2 separate regions of the Oryctolagus cuniculus genome follow, and region 2 is linked to region 1. A link is a contact called in public Hi-C data. All regions are on one chromosome and are shown on one strand. Each heading gives the region's core, a stretch centred on a gene start, on an enhancer-like site or on the middle of the called end of the contact. The rest is flanking DNA. Distances are from core to core; before and after follow the strand shown. Region 1 overlaps PINX1 (PIN2 (TERF1) interacting telomerase inhibitor 1). Region 2 has its middle 61 kb from the start of RP1L1.

Evidence for each region. A called contact is a pair of places that touch in the nucleus more often than the background predicts.
Region 2: a Hi-C map of embryonic fibroblasts shows a contact between it and region 1, with 5 times the contacts expected there. The contact joins two enhancer-like sites. A contact is called at or near these places in 4 of 6 Hi-C or Micro-C datasets (ear pinna, embryonic fibroblasts, psoas muscle and 1 more).

The regions. Positions count from the first base shown.
Region 1 is chr2:43,691,002-43,697,589 of mOryCun1.1, forward strand. It overlaps PINX1 (PIN2 (TERF1) interacting telomerase inhibitor 1), which reads left to right. Exons shown (of 7, transcript XM_008248958.4): 2 at 466-575; 3 at 3,140-3,232; 4 at 4,546-4,624. Among named protein-coding and RNA genes, the nearest start is that of PINX1, 9.7 kb to the left of the region's middle. Within about 2 kb of position 3,045, at least 1 of the 8 cell types and tissues checked has an H3K27ac peak or open chromatin away from gene starts, as enhancers often do.
Region 2 is chr2:43,935,131-43,941,718 of mOryCun1.1, forward strand. No RefSeq gene overlaps it. Among named protein-coding and RNA genes, the nearest start is that of RP1L1, 61 kb to the left of the region's middle. Within about 2 kb of position 3,886, at least 1 of the 8 cell types and tissues checked has an H3K27ac peak or open chromatin away from gene starts, as enhancers often do.

The DNA.
Region 1 (6,588 bases), core at 1,795-4,294:
ATTTCTTTCCTTTAGCCCTGTATTTTTTCATCTGAAAGATGGAGATAAAATTATCTCCCCTCATTGGGATACTTTGAAAATTGAATCTAATGTAAGTACAGCCTTTGGCACATAATAGATGACAAGGAATGTAGCTACGATGCTGGTGCTGTCCCTGATGAGGACACTGGTGTCGACAGTGCTGTCTGTTGCTGCCAGTGACCTACTGTGGAAGGCTCAACGGATAGTATACCGAGTGTTTATTTTGCTTTGTCACATTTATAGGAAACATTTTACTTTTTCTTGTAAGGTCAGTTTGTGTGTTGAGTGACTAAGGAAACCAGGAGACATGACCCAACCTATCAACATTCCACTCTGTGCTGACTCTGACACCTGTATCTAATAGGACATGTCATATTTTATGCATGTGTGTGTGCCTGTGTTATGTACATTTGTGTTTGTGATGACACACTTTCTCATTTACAGGTCGGCGGAAGCAGAAGTGGGCTCTGGATCCCAGAAACACAGCATGGAGTAATGACGACTCCAAGTTTGGCCAAAGGATGCTAGAGAAGATGGGGTGGTCTAAAGGAAAGGTATTTAGGAGGAAAATGGGGGGGGGGGGGGATTGAGCCAATCAAAGAGATTAGACATCCGGAGAAGATATCCCTAGGAGACTGGGAGGAATTTATGTTTTGGATCAATAAGTAATTTTGGAGAAATAAATTGTAGTCCCTATGTGATGATAAAGTTGAACATATTAGGGTATTTCAGAAAGATCCTGGGAAAACGGAATGAAAAATTTTCTCTTCTCTTCTCTTCTCTTCTCTTCTCTTCTCTTCTCTTCTCTTCTCTTCTCTTCTCTTCTCTTCTCTTCCATCTCTTCTCTTCTCGAGCAAATAGTCTCTGGAATCCATGTGTGGGTTTTCATACTATGCATTTCCATGAACTTTTTGAATACCCTTCTAAATGTCAATTCTTATCATCTAAACTACTGTGATGAGCATCTTGTTTTTTAACAAAAGATTTATTTATTTGAAAGGCTGAGTTAGAGAGGCAGAGGCGTGCACGCACGGGGCGGGGGTGTCTTCCATCCGCTGGTTTACTCCCTAGTTGGCCGCGATGGCTGGAGCTGCACCAATCTGAAGCCAGGAGCTTCTTCCAGGTCTCCCACGTGGGTACAGGGGCCCAAGCACTTGGGCCATCCTCCACTGCTTTCCCAGGCCATAGTGGAGAACTGGATTGGAAGTGGAGCAGCCAGAACTCGAACCAGCACCCATATGGGATACTTGCATTGCAGGCCACAGGTTTTACCTGCTACACAACAGTGCTGGCCCCAATTAGCATCTTTTAAATTCATTGTACGTGGCATCATACCCAACTATCAGAGTTTTATATTGCTAAGAGTGATGGCTGTTCCCCACTATAAGTAGATTACATGTCTTCTCCTTTTTCTCACATTCCATTTATTGCTGACTCAAGTAAGAACTTCCGCTATCTCGACACCTAAATGGTTCTTGTCAAGGTCTGTAGTGAACTTGTTGTCAAGACCAGCAGACCCCTCTTTGATCTCATAGTGGTCACTCCATTAGCAGTGTTGGAAATAATAGCCTGCTTTCTCTCGGAAACACTTCTGTCTTGGCTTCCACACACTGCCCTCTTTCCTGTTTTGTTTTTGCTTTTTTCTTCTCCGTGACCACGCTGGCTCTTGTTCCTGCAGAGCTCCCCTGTGTTCAGCCCCAGGCCAACTCGAGTGCTCCGTTCAGGTGGTTCCGTGCATTCCTGTGCCATGCTTGGAATTATCTGACGCCCGTGAGCTGGCCCTTTTCTGTGTCTGGTCCAGTTGTGTCCTCTGTGCACCAGGCAGAGACCTTTTCCTGGGGACGAAGTGTCTCAAGGGTGTCATTTTTATTGTAAAACCCTCCATCTCCTGCATCTTTTCTGCCCCAAGTTTTCCCCATTCTCTCTAGAAATACTCACTTCAGGACAGAAAGGAATTCTGCTGTCTCTCTACGGACTCTGCTCTTTGAGTTTCTGCATCCCTGATCGTTGTTCTGTATCCAGACACTGCCCTGGTCCAGTCACTGTCATCACCTGTCCTTAGCCCCGCCCCTGCCTCTCAGCTGCTTCTCTGCTTCCTCTCTTTTCCTTCTCTGGTATCATAAAATAGCCAGAATGAGCTGTTTGTTTCTTTGTTTTTGGTCTTTTTTTTTTTTTTTTTTTTTTAATTTATTTGAAAGTCAGAGTTACACAGAGAGAAGGCATAGAAAGAGAGAGAGAGGTCTTCCATCCGTTGGTTCACTCCCCAGTTGGCCGCAATGGCTGGAGCTGCACCAGTCTGAAGCCAGGAGCCAGGAGTTTCTTCCAGGTCTCCCATGCAGGTACAGGGGCCCAAGGACTTGGGCCATCTTCTACTGCTTTCCCAGGCCATATCAGAGAGCTGGATCAGAAGTGGAGCAGCCAAGACTTGAACCGGTGTTCATATAGGATGCTGGCATTGCAGGCGGTGGCTTTACCTGCTGCGCCACATAGAATGAGCTTTTAATCTCTGGAGATTAGATCATGTCATTCCCACTTAAAAATCTAGCAGATTCCTACCTTAACTTCCCAGGAAGTCCCATCCTGTGAGATCTAGCCCTCTTTATTCACTTCGCTGAAGCCACCTGGGTGCCTTTGCAGCTCTCCAGTGCACCAAGCCCTTTGTAGAGCCCTGCACTGGTTCTTCTCCTTACCTGAATTCCTTCTAAATGCAGGAGTGGTCACTGATGCAGGCCACTTGGAGTTTGGCCTCCTTCCTTCCTCTGTGTCATTTTGTGAAATTAATGGAGAGAGCCATAGACGCCAGACCTCCAATGGGCTTCTCTTTGTTTTACAGCAGTGGTCTGCTTCCGAGCACCTGCAAGGGGCATGCCTGTGTAGTGGTTATGTGGGCCTTGTGTTTGGTCTCCGTTTGAAGATCTGGCATGTGTTAGTAAGTGCCTGCTTGGTGTTAATAGACACGTTACCTTCGAAGAATCCACTCGACTGAGTCTACCCGGAGGGCCAGGCTGTGCCTCACTTCTAGATGCTTAGTAGCTAGCTGAACAGTTGCTGAAAGCAGGAAGAGGGAATCTCCCTTTCTAGCAGGTACAAATGCTAACTTTGTGTTTGATCTCTACAGGGCTTAGGGGCTCAGGAGCAAGGAGCCACAGAGCATATTAAAGTTCAAGTTAAAAATAATCACCTGGGACTCGGAGCGACGATCAATAATGAAGTGAGCAACAGGGTGCCTGCTGGGTGTTTGCCTGCTTGACTGACTTTGGTTTTGTAAATACTCACATTGATGAGCAGTTTTAACCATGCAAGTCTGCATAGTCCATGCTTTGTGTCACTGAGAGCCCCAGCTAAGCTGATTCTTCATTATGTCTTCTGCTTTCACCTTGCCTTACTGTCCTTGGGGATGCCTTACTTGCTCATGACTAAGAGACCCAGGTTAGTTTTATTGCTAAACTTGGCAAAAAATTTTCTTTTTATAGAAATAATTGACTTCAGAACAGAAAGGAACTTTTGTCTTTACCTGTGTACTAATATTAGCTCATATTATTGAAAGTGGATAATATTTTGTTTTGAAAGTATTGCAGGAAAGTGGTGTTTCCTGTCTGTCTGGCTCTGACTTCAGGTGTTCAGCAGTTGAATTTATTCACATTTGTTCTTGAACATTGAAACTTCAGAAATGTGACAGTATAATTAAAAATTAGTGGCCTACCATGCTTTCCACTTTCAGTGTCACTGTTGGCTTTAGAAAGTACGAAAGCTGAAAGTGTTCTTCCTAAATTTTTGCAGCCAACAGAATCTGGTAGAAAATTGGGAGCGTTATTTTAGGTAAGCTGAATTGTTCTGATCAGTTAAGCAGCATTGAGTGGATTGGTGCAGTGTGGATTTTCTGCTTCCAAAGAAAGAATTTGTGTACGGTTGATTTTGAATGTAGTTTTTGAGAGATAGATAACACAGAATACTTATTTTCTTTGGAGATCCACATTCTTTTATAAAGTCAGATTCTGTTTATTGTAATGAACTTACTAACCAGCCACCATATAAATGTGTGCATATTGATCCAGAGGACATAGTCCTTCCTCATCCCTTCACCAGAGTTTACAGAATAAAAAATTGGAGCTGATGCAAATAATTAGAATTGTGTAAAATATTTTAAGTGCTATTGAGCAAAGAAGAGAGTGTCTATACCTCTTACTGCTCTTGCCCTGGGAACCACATAGTTTCCCCAAATGGGAAAAAGGTGGGAATTTTATTTTAATATTTAACACATAGACAGCCTGTTGGTTTTTGACACCAAGTTGGATAAGTCATCCAGTTTTGAAATCAAGGCTTAGGCTTCCAAGTAGCTCCTTTTTAATGTTGATTTAGGTAAGTCACATTTCTTGAATTCATTCAGACTTTTCAAAGAGCATTTTAATGGACCATTAAAAATTTTGTATTAACTACCAGATTTCCTTTACTCTAAAATATGTCCTCTCTCAGTCATTCTAGGGAAACCACAGGTTCCCATTCGTTCCTTTTTGGTATTTTCAGGACAACTGGATTGCTCATCAAGATGATTTTAACCAGCTCCTGGCCGAACTGAACACTTGCCATGGGCAGGAAACAGCAGGTAGGAAGATGTCATGTTGTTAATCATCAGGTTTACAGGATGTAATCTCAGTGTAAAATATTGTTATCAACTCTTTTTTTCTTTTTAAAGATTTATTTATTTATTTGAAAGTCAGAGTTAGAGAGAGAGAGACAGAGAGAAAGGTCTTCCATCCACTTGTTCACTCCCCAAATGGCTGCAGCGGCCAGAGCTGCGCCAATCTGAAGCCAGGAGTCAGGAGTTTCTTCTGGATCTCCCATGCGGGTGCAGGGACCCAAGGACTTGGGCCATCTTCTGCTTTCCCAGGCCATAGCAGAGAGCTGGATTGGAAGTGGAGCAGCCAGGACTTGAACCGGCATCCATATGGCACTGCAGGTGGTGCTTTACCCGCTACGCCACAGTGCTGCCCCCTGTCAACTCTTTACTGTAAGCAGCCTGAGTGTGAAGGTGAAGCAGTTGAAACTATTACAAATGCTTATTTCTGTTTGTATTTTAATGGTGTTTTCATTGAATGAACTTTTAGCCACAACAAAGGTTTTTTCCCCCATTAAGAATTTGAGCATGGCAAGATAAATCCATTTAGTTTATACCTCAAATTTGATACAGTTGATCTTTCTACGAATGCTTGAATATGACCAAGAAAATGTTTTTAAAATGCAAAGCAAGAAATAGGAAGAGGACCTTTAAACAGTAGCCTGTGAAGGCTTAAAGGAAACCCTGTGCTCCGCAATTCAGCCCAGCAGACTTTGTTTCCATTTGAAATTCCCGGAGGTGGTTCAGGTTGCTCAGGAACAGTCAAATTTGTTGCAAAGGGCTCATTGTAGACTTTCTATTCCCAAACTGTAGGAATGGAATAGAGAACCTTGCATTTTGTCTATTAACTTAACAGAAAGGCAATACCATTGGGAGAGGGAAAGGGCATGGATGGTCTAATCTCCCGTCTCTGAAGCTGTGGCCATTAGATGTGATTTTAGAGTGTAACAGAAGTTTTTTCTCCCTGGCTGTTGGGAAGGAAAGGATATAATTTTAATTAATTCCACTGCATATTCATAATGAAGTCTAGACTATTATTTTTTCTGCACTTTTTTTTTAAATGTGGTAAACTACACATCATGAAATTTACCACCTTAACCATTTTACTGTGGATGTACTTGGTGCTGGTGTGGTGAGGATGTGACACTACATGACCATCACTGTGACCTGGCACGTTTACGTCGTCGTGCTGCCGCTATCACTGTGTGCACAGAGCTCGTCATCTTGTGAAACCAAATCTCTGTACCATCGAACGGCAACTCCCCCGGCCCCGGCCCCACTCCCCACCATTCCCCTTTCCGTCTCTACTGACTGACTACTCTAAGAGTCACACAGTCTTGGTCCTCCTGTGACTGAGTTATTTCCCTTAGCATAATGTCCTCGAGGGCCATTCGTGCTACAGCACGTGTTCCTTGTTAAGGCAGAGTAATATTCCATTTGGTAGTTCTAGAATACATTTTGTTTATCCATCCATCCATCAAAATACACTTGGATTGTTTCCACCTTTTATGAATAATACTGTGAACTTGGATGTGCACATATCTCTTTGATGTGCTGTCAGTTCTTTTGGGTATGTATCTAGGGGAATTGCTAGATCATATCATAATTCTATTGTTAATTTTTAGAGGAACTGCCATACTTTTTTTTAAGGTTGTTCATTTAATTTTTTAAAAGATTTTATTTTATTTTATTTATTTGAAAAGGAGAGTTCCAGAGAGAGAGGGAGAGACACAGTGAAAGCAATCTTCCATCCACTGGTTCACTTCCCAAATGGCCACAATGGCCTGGGGCTGTGCCAGGCCAGTGCCACAAGCCTGGAACTCCAACCAGGTCTCCCACATGTGGGCCGGGACCCGGACACTTGGGCCATCGTCCTCTGCTTTCCCAGGTGCATTAACAGAGAGCTGGATTGGAAGTGGAACAGCTGTGACTCATTTGTGATGACGCAGTGC
Region 2 (6,588 bases), core at 2,636-5,135, 240 kb after region 1:
AGGGGCCCCAGGACTTGGGCCATCTTCTACTACTTTCCCAGGCCTTAGCAGAGAGCTGGATCAGAAGTGGAACAGCCGGGACTCGAACCAGCGCCCATATGGGATGCCGGCACTGCGAGCTGGGGCTTTAACCTGATGCTCCACAGCGCCGGGCTTGTGATCAGCTCTTTTGCAACAAGCCGGATAACCTTGAACAAGCTCTCCTGCTCTGCTGCTCCCCTAGGCCTGCTTCCTCAGCCACAGCATTCCTGAAGTCCTTTTCGGCTCCAAAGGACTGGGTTGAGTCACCTCCCTACGTCTCCCATCGCCCTCCCTTGAGCAGAGCTGGAGGCGTGCACTGGCAGCTCTGCATGAACCTCTTGGGCAATTCTGGTTTGCAGCCTGGGACCCGCCAGCCCCGGCCTGTTTGACCTTGGCTGAGACACGTATCTCCCCTGCTCAGGGTTCCATTGCCACCCCCTCCCAGGCCCACAAAGACAGGTAACAGGAATCAGTCCACACCTTCTAGGTCGATGGCCTTGTCCATTCTACAAGGCCCACCTGACTCCCTGTGGCCCTCAGAGAAGCAGCGCGGCAACTCCTGCTGTACCCATTGCGTGGATGGGGAAACTGACACAGTAGGAAGCATAGGAAGGTTGGGGGAATCCTCAGGACAAAGGGTTTCTCATGGAGCGATGCCAGAGCACTGGAGTCAGAGGCAGGGGAGGGGGTCTGAGATCCCTTCTCTCCCCGGGGCCCACCTAGCAGCTCCTGAGACTGGCGGGCCAGCCAGCTGCCCTGTTTCCCATAGGGGGAGCCTCGAGCTACGTGGGTAGACCTTGAAGGCTTGCTGGCAGGCCCCTCTGTGCCTTCCTCTGTACCTGCGGCTTACGAGCCGGCTACCCTTGGATGGGGGGCAGGTCACCAACTTCTCTGCACCCCACCTGGGAGCCCTGGCCTCACACCCACCGACGAAGCACGTGCTGGTTGGTGTAACAGACTGTGGGGGGCGGTCACAGGGAACCCTTGACAAACCCATGCTTTCTGTGCTGGGTGGGTGGCCATCCGGCCGCAGAGGTGAGAGTGCGGCCGGGCGCCAGCCCTGGGCTGGGAGAGGAAGCAGAGTCGCCTTTGGGGCAGCAACATGGAGATGGTCTCGGCTGAGAGGAGCACCTCGAAGAAAGAGGGGCTTTCACAGGAGGAGCGGGGAGCTGGAGTAGGGCCTCCCGAGGGAGGGAACCCATTGTCAATAGCACAGAGCCTCAGAAGCCAGGGAGGGGCCGGCTGGACCGGAGCAGAGGGGAGAGGGGCCGGGATGGCACCAGGGCCCCTCCCCACCCTAGGCCTCAGAGCTGATGACAAAGGGCTCCTTGCCAAGCGGCTGTCCCGAGCCACACCGGCGGCCCTCCCTTCCCCGGTGCCGCGACAGACCCTCGGCCCCTCGCAGGCCGTGATGGATGGCCCCTAGGCTGGATGTCGTACATCTCCGTCTTCCCCAGAAGCGGTGACACAAGTAATTGGTGTCACCTCCGTGGCCGCATGCCAAGTGCTGACAAAACAGTCCAGAGAGGGGCTCGGTGTGCTGCCCTTGACCATGTGGAAGTGGGGGTGGGGGGCTGCTGGGAGCTGACCCAGCGCGGCCTCCATGCACTCCTGAGGGTAACTGAGGCAGGGACCAGGGCAGCAGATGCAAAGGTATCCTGGGTTCCGCTGGAGAAAGCACTAGAGCCCTTCCACACCGATGGAGGCCGGTGTCTGGGATCCACGATCTGCCCCCAAGGCTGCACCTGCTGTGTCACACAGCGCCAGGCACTGTCTGGCCAATGGCTCGTGGCATCCTGGGGGCATGGCATGGGAGGCCCTCCAGGGTCAGGCTCCCCTGGCTGCTGCCACCAAAGTGGCCATTGTTCCCCTTCACAATATCGGATGAGTTTCACCCACAAGTACAAGTGGCGTTGGGCCCTGGGGGAATGGGCCCTGGGGGTCAGGCCAGGCGACTGCCTGGTGTCTCAGGGCACCGTGACCATCCTCAACAAAGAGGTGGCGGCCCCACCCGTGGCACATGGCTTAGCAGAGACCTGTGGGAAGCCAGGAACACGCACGGGGCCCCCTCCTCGCAGTTGTCAAAGGCAGAACTACAGCTCCATGCAACCTGATGCTTGGCAACAGCCCCCTCCCCCCGCCAGAGAAACTGAGTCACGTGAGCTGCCCCAACCCCCACCTGTCTGTACACTGAGATCCACTCTGACACGAAGCTGCCACAGCAGACAGCTGGAAGCATGGCCTCCATGGCCAGTGCTGCCCAAAGCTCCCAGAAACACCCCTGGGAGCGGGTGACTGTGGTCACAGTGAGAGGGCCTTGTCCTGGGCTCTCTCCGTGAGGACACTGGGAGAGAATTTCTCTTTGGCTCTGGGGTCAGGGTGAGCATTGGTCCAGCAGTTAGGAGGCCTGGTGGGACACCCACGTGCCACACCAGGGCGCCCGGCTCTGCTCCTACATCCTACTGATGCACACCCTGGAGGCAGCAGGCGATGGCTCGCGTCACGCAGCCCCTGCCCTTCGCGCCGGCTTCCTAGACTGAGTTCCCACGTCCTAGCATTGGCCTGGCCCCAGCCTGGCTCTTGTGGGCACGTGGAGAGTGAACTGGTGGATGGGTGCTCTGTCTGTCTGTCTTTCTGTCTCTGTGTCTTCCCCACTCTATATCTCTGCTTCTCAAACAAATAAACTAAATAAAGAAAGAAAAGAAATAAGGTTCAGGTTGGTTTGTTTTTTTTCCCGTGTGCAGGGCTCCATGGCACACACTTTGTAGACTAAATCCTCACTCCATCCTCCCAGCTTTCCTACTTATTTATTTCATCCTACTAGGTTGCTTTCAGTCTGTACAAGCTGGGCCCAAGAAATGGATAAACAGACAGTCTCAACACCGCCTGTCCGGACTGTGCCCAGGAGAGAAGCAAAGATCCCTTCCTCGCCCATCACTTGTCCCCGCGCCACTCTTCTGCAGCCACTAAGTCTGGCTTGGGAGCTGGGATTTGATGTCCTCCACACATTCACTCCTGAGCCACAGAGCTCTCAGCCACTGGCCTGGCTGTCCTGGGAGCACTCAATCAGCCTGGCAGGACGCTAGGCCATCAGGACAACTGGCTTGATCTTTGGCCTAGCCCAAGGTTTTTGGTCTCCCTGCTGTCCCCAGGGCTGGCTCCCCGAGTGGCTGGCAGGTCCCCAGAAATGTGAAGAGCCACTCACCCCAGGCCACGGGAGAGGAGCCCCCTTGCTGGACCTCCCATGTACAGGAGGACAGCAGAGGGGGTCAGAGGTCCCTGAGCACCTGGGGTCAGAGGGGTGGCCATGCTGGGAGCTCGTCTCTCCTATGGGGTGACTGTGAGGGCCCTTCGGGGGGGATTCATGGTTTCTCATCTGCACCTGTGCCTTCCCTCAGGGGCTGGAGGCTGCGGGGGGTGGGGCACTGCCTCCCTCCCCCACACTCCTCCCTGGGGAGCACTGCCCACCAGGCAGTCTCTAGTCTGCGGGGAGGGAGGGCCACCGCGCCCCGGGACCTCCTGGCTCGGGAGAGTCCCTGCGCCACTCATTGTCCCTCTCTGGCCACTTTTCCTCTGCCGCATTGTTCCCGTTATCAGCATCCTCCACGCTGCAGCGGCTGCACAGGAAGGCGCTGCTGCCGCCCAGGCTGTTGCCAGGGCGTGCGGGACGCCAGGTGTCCTGCGCCGGAGCGGCGGGGTATGCGTCCCGTCACGGGGCCTTGCTGCTCTTGGGAGGGTCCTCGTTCTGACGCTCGGGGAAGGGGCAGGAGCCCTGGGTGCCCGCCCCCCCGCGCCACTGTCCAGCTGTGCCATCGGGAGGGGCACTCAATGTCTCCGTGTCTCTCCCTTTGGGTCCAGGGTCCCGCCCCAGTTAGAATCTCTGCCTCCGTTCCTTCTCGGCGAAGCTCAGGGCTGTCCGTTTCACCACAAGCCCCTCGTAGCCTGCACTGCGAGAGGAGGGCGAGCGTCCCTGCTGCTGCGGGGTGGAAGTGACCCTGAGCCGGCCCCGCCCGCCCCCCTTCCTGGGAAGAGAGCTGTATTTCACAGCAGGCCTAATAAGGCAGCTCCGACCCAGAGCTCTGGGGAGAAAGGGCTAGGGGAAGGGAAAAAGAAGCCTGCCCCCACGCTGGTCTGTGCGAAGCTAGAATGTCCTAGGAACCTTAAGGAGAGCCGGGTGGAACAAATACTCAGATGAACAGAAAATGCCTGGGAAAACATAAATATGCACCACGCAATATTTGGCCCAGATGTGCTAAGGAATGGTTCTTCATCCGAAATGCGAATGTAACGGCTCATTCTGTGTTTCCTCTGGGAACCAGGCTGAGTCTCCCTGGGGAGATCTGGAATGTTCCCGCAGGTGTTTGGAAGGCCCAGCCGGGATGGGAGAGAGTGGGGGTACCTTCCTGAATCTGTCTCATTCCCTGGTTTCTCTCCTGCAGGTGGGGTGGCTCTCTAGGGGCAGGAAACAGTCCAAGTCTGGACCCCCCCACCCCCTACCCCAGCATCCTCCATCTGCCACTTAGGCCCCTGGCCACAAAGAACCCAGGCAGCTGGGCCCTCTTTGTTCCTACAGGTGGGTGTGCTTCGCCCCCTGCTGGCAAATGCAGAAATGACAATTTCTCATTGAGGCGACTTTAGGGTCCATCAATTCTTTATCTGTTCCCAGACGATCTGGAGTGTGCCTTTGTGTGTATGCAAGGAAAATTCACCTTTGTGAATCTTTGCTGTTGAACAATCTCACTTCTTTTCCTTTAGCCAAGCAGGAAACTGGAGAAAACGAAACATAAGGTTCACCTCTTTTGTGTTGTAGGAGTCAACTCAGAAACTTCAAGAAGTACACAGCAGTCTGTAGAGTAACTCCCTGCAGTTACTAGTAGGTACAAGCCCCCGGGGATGAGGGCACGCAGAAGCCCCTCCTGCCTGTCCCGACTGGCTCTCCAGGGCTGTGGAGCAGGTGCAATTCTGGAGTGTCTGTGTGGGCGACAGCCGTCTCATCCAGTGATGCGGACAACTCAATGCTTCCTGTGCTCCTCTTCTGCACTGCATCCTCTAAGACACCTCCAAGGGACAGTGACCGCAGGGCCCAGTGCTGCTCGCTGTGCGCACAACAGCAAATGGTGGTAATGAGAGCTGGCTCTTAGTCCTACATAACATAGACAGCTCTAAATAAAGGGATTCACTCCATGGCAAGCCTACAGGAACTAGCGGACACTTTTCACGGTCAAGGATTTGGAATCTGGGCAGGCATTTAGCCTAGCAGCTAAGTTGCTGGTTAAGATGTCCACGGCCTGTATGGGAGCTCAGCACCCAAAACTGGCAATCCAGCTCATGGATAGAGAATGACACCTCGAGATCCTGCTATCTTCAGAGTTTTGAGTGTCGGGGGGCATTGTTCCGAGACCAGCCCTCTTGCCTTGTACAAATTGCACAAATAATGCAATGCTCCTCCTTTACTGATTGTAAGCTCTATCTTCATCCCAAGCCCTCAGACAGAGGTAGGCTTCATCTGCCAGTGTCCACCTTATGCCCAGCTAGTGCTGTCCCTTTCCCTACCAGGTCCGCCCTGCCCCCTGCCCCAAGGCCCACAGCGAATGCCCGGTAAAAGAGAATAATAGAGGGAAGGCTTCTTGGGGAAGTAATTGGATCTGCCGCAATGCAAACTTGAGGTTCAAAGAGAGTGGAACAGAACGGGAGGAAGTGTCACACAATGGGTGTAGGCTGGTGCAGGGGTTTCTAGACAGGGAGGGCGGCCACACCAGGCCTGGGCTCCTGAGTGAGACAGGGGCCTCTTTGTGAACCTGCAGCCCCTCATCTGTGGGGCCGGTTTGGACAGGAGACCTGAGAACCAGTTAGGTGACTGCTCTCAGAGCATCCAGGGGCACTTGATTCAAGCTTGGATTTTAGGTAAACAGTGCCCTCTACTGCCCAGAAGCTGGCATGACAGCTCACGGGGCACCATTGCTTCCCCAGAAGAGCAAAGTGGGAACAAGGTGGAAATGATGGTTTGACCTGCAACACAAGGAACATCTTTTGCCAGAGAGAGGGGTCAGTCTCAGCGACACGCAGCTGGCCTTCGCATCTGAGAGTTCTACCCACAGTGGACTCAACCAACCGCAGGTGGAGACTACAGTGAGGCCCAGGATGGTGACCTGTTTTCGGGACATGTACAAACCATTTCTCCCCCTTGCTTTCACTCCCTAATAATACAGCATAACAGCTATGCACATAGTATTTTCATTGTGTTGGGTTGTATAAGCAATCTGCAGGTGTGTTAAAGCATGCAGGAGGGGCTGGCGCTGGGGCACAGTGGGTTAAGCCGCCACCTGCAACACCAACATCTCATATGGGCATCGGTTTGAATCCATGTTGCTCTGCTTCCCAAGAAAACACCAGAAGATGGCCCAAGGGCTTGGGCCCCTGTACCCGCCTGGGAAACCCAGATAGAGCTCTTGGCTTCAGCCTGGCCCAGCCCCAGCCATTGTAGCCATGTGGGGAGTGAACCAGCAGATGGAAGATCTCTCCCTCTCCCTCTCCCTCTCCCTCTCCCTCTCCCTCTCCCTCTCCCTC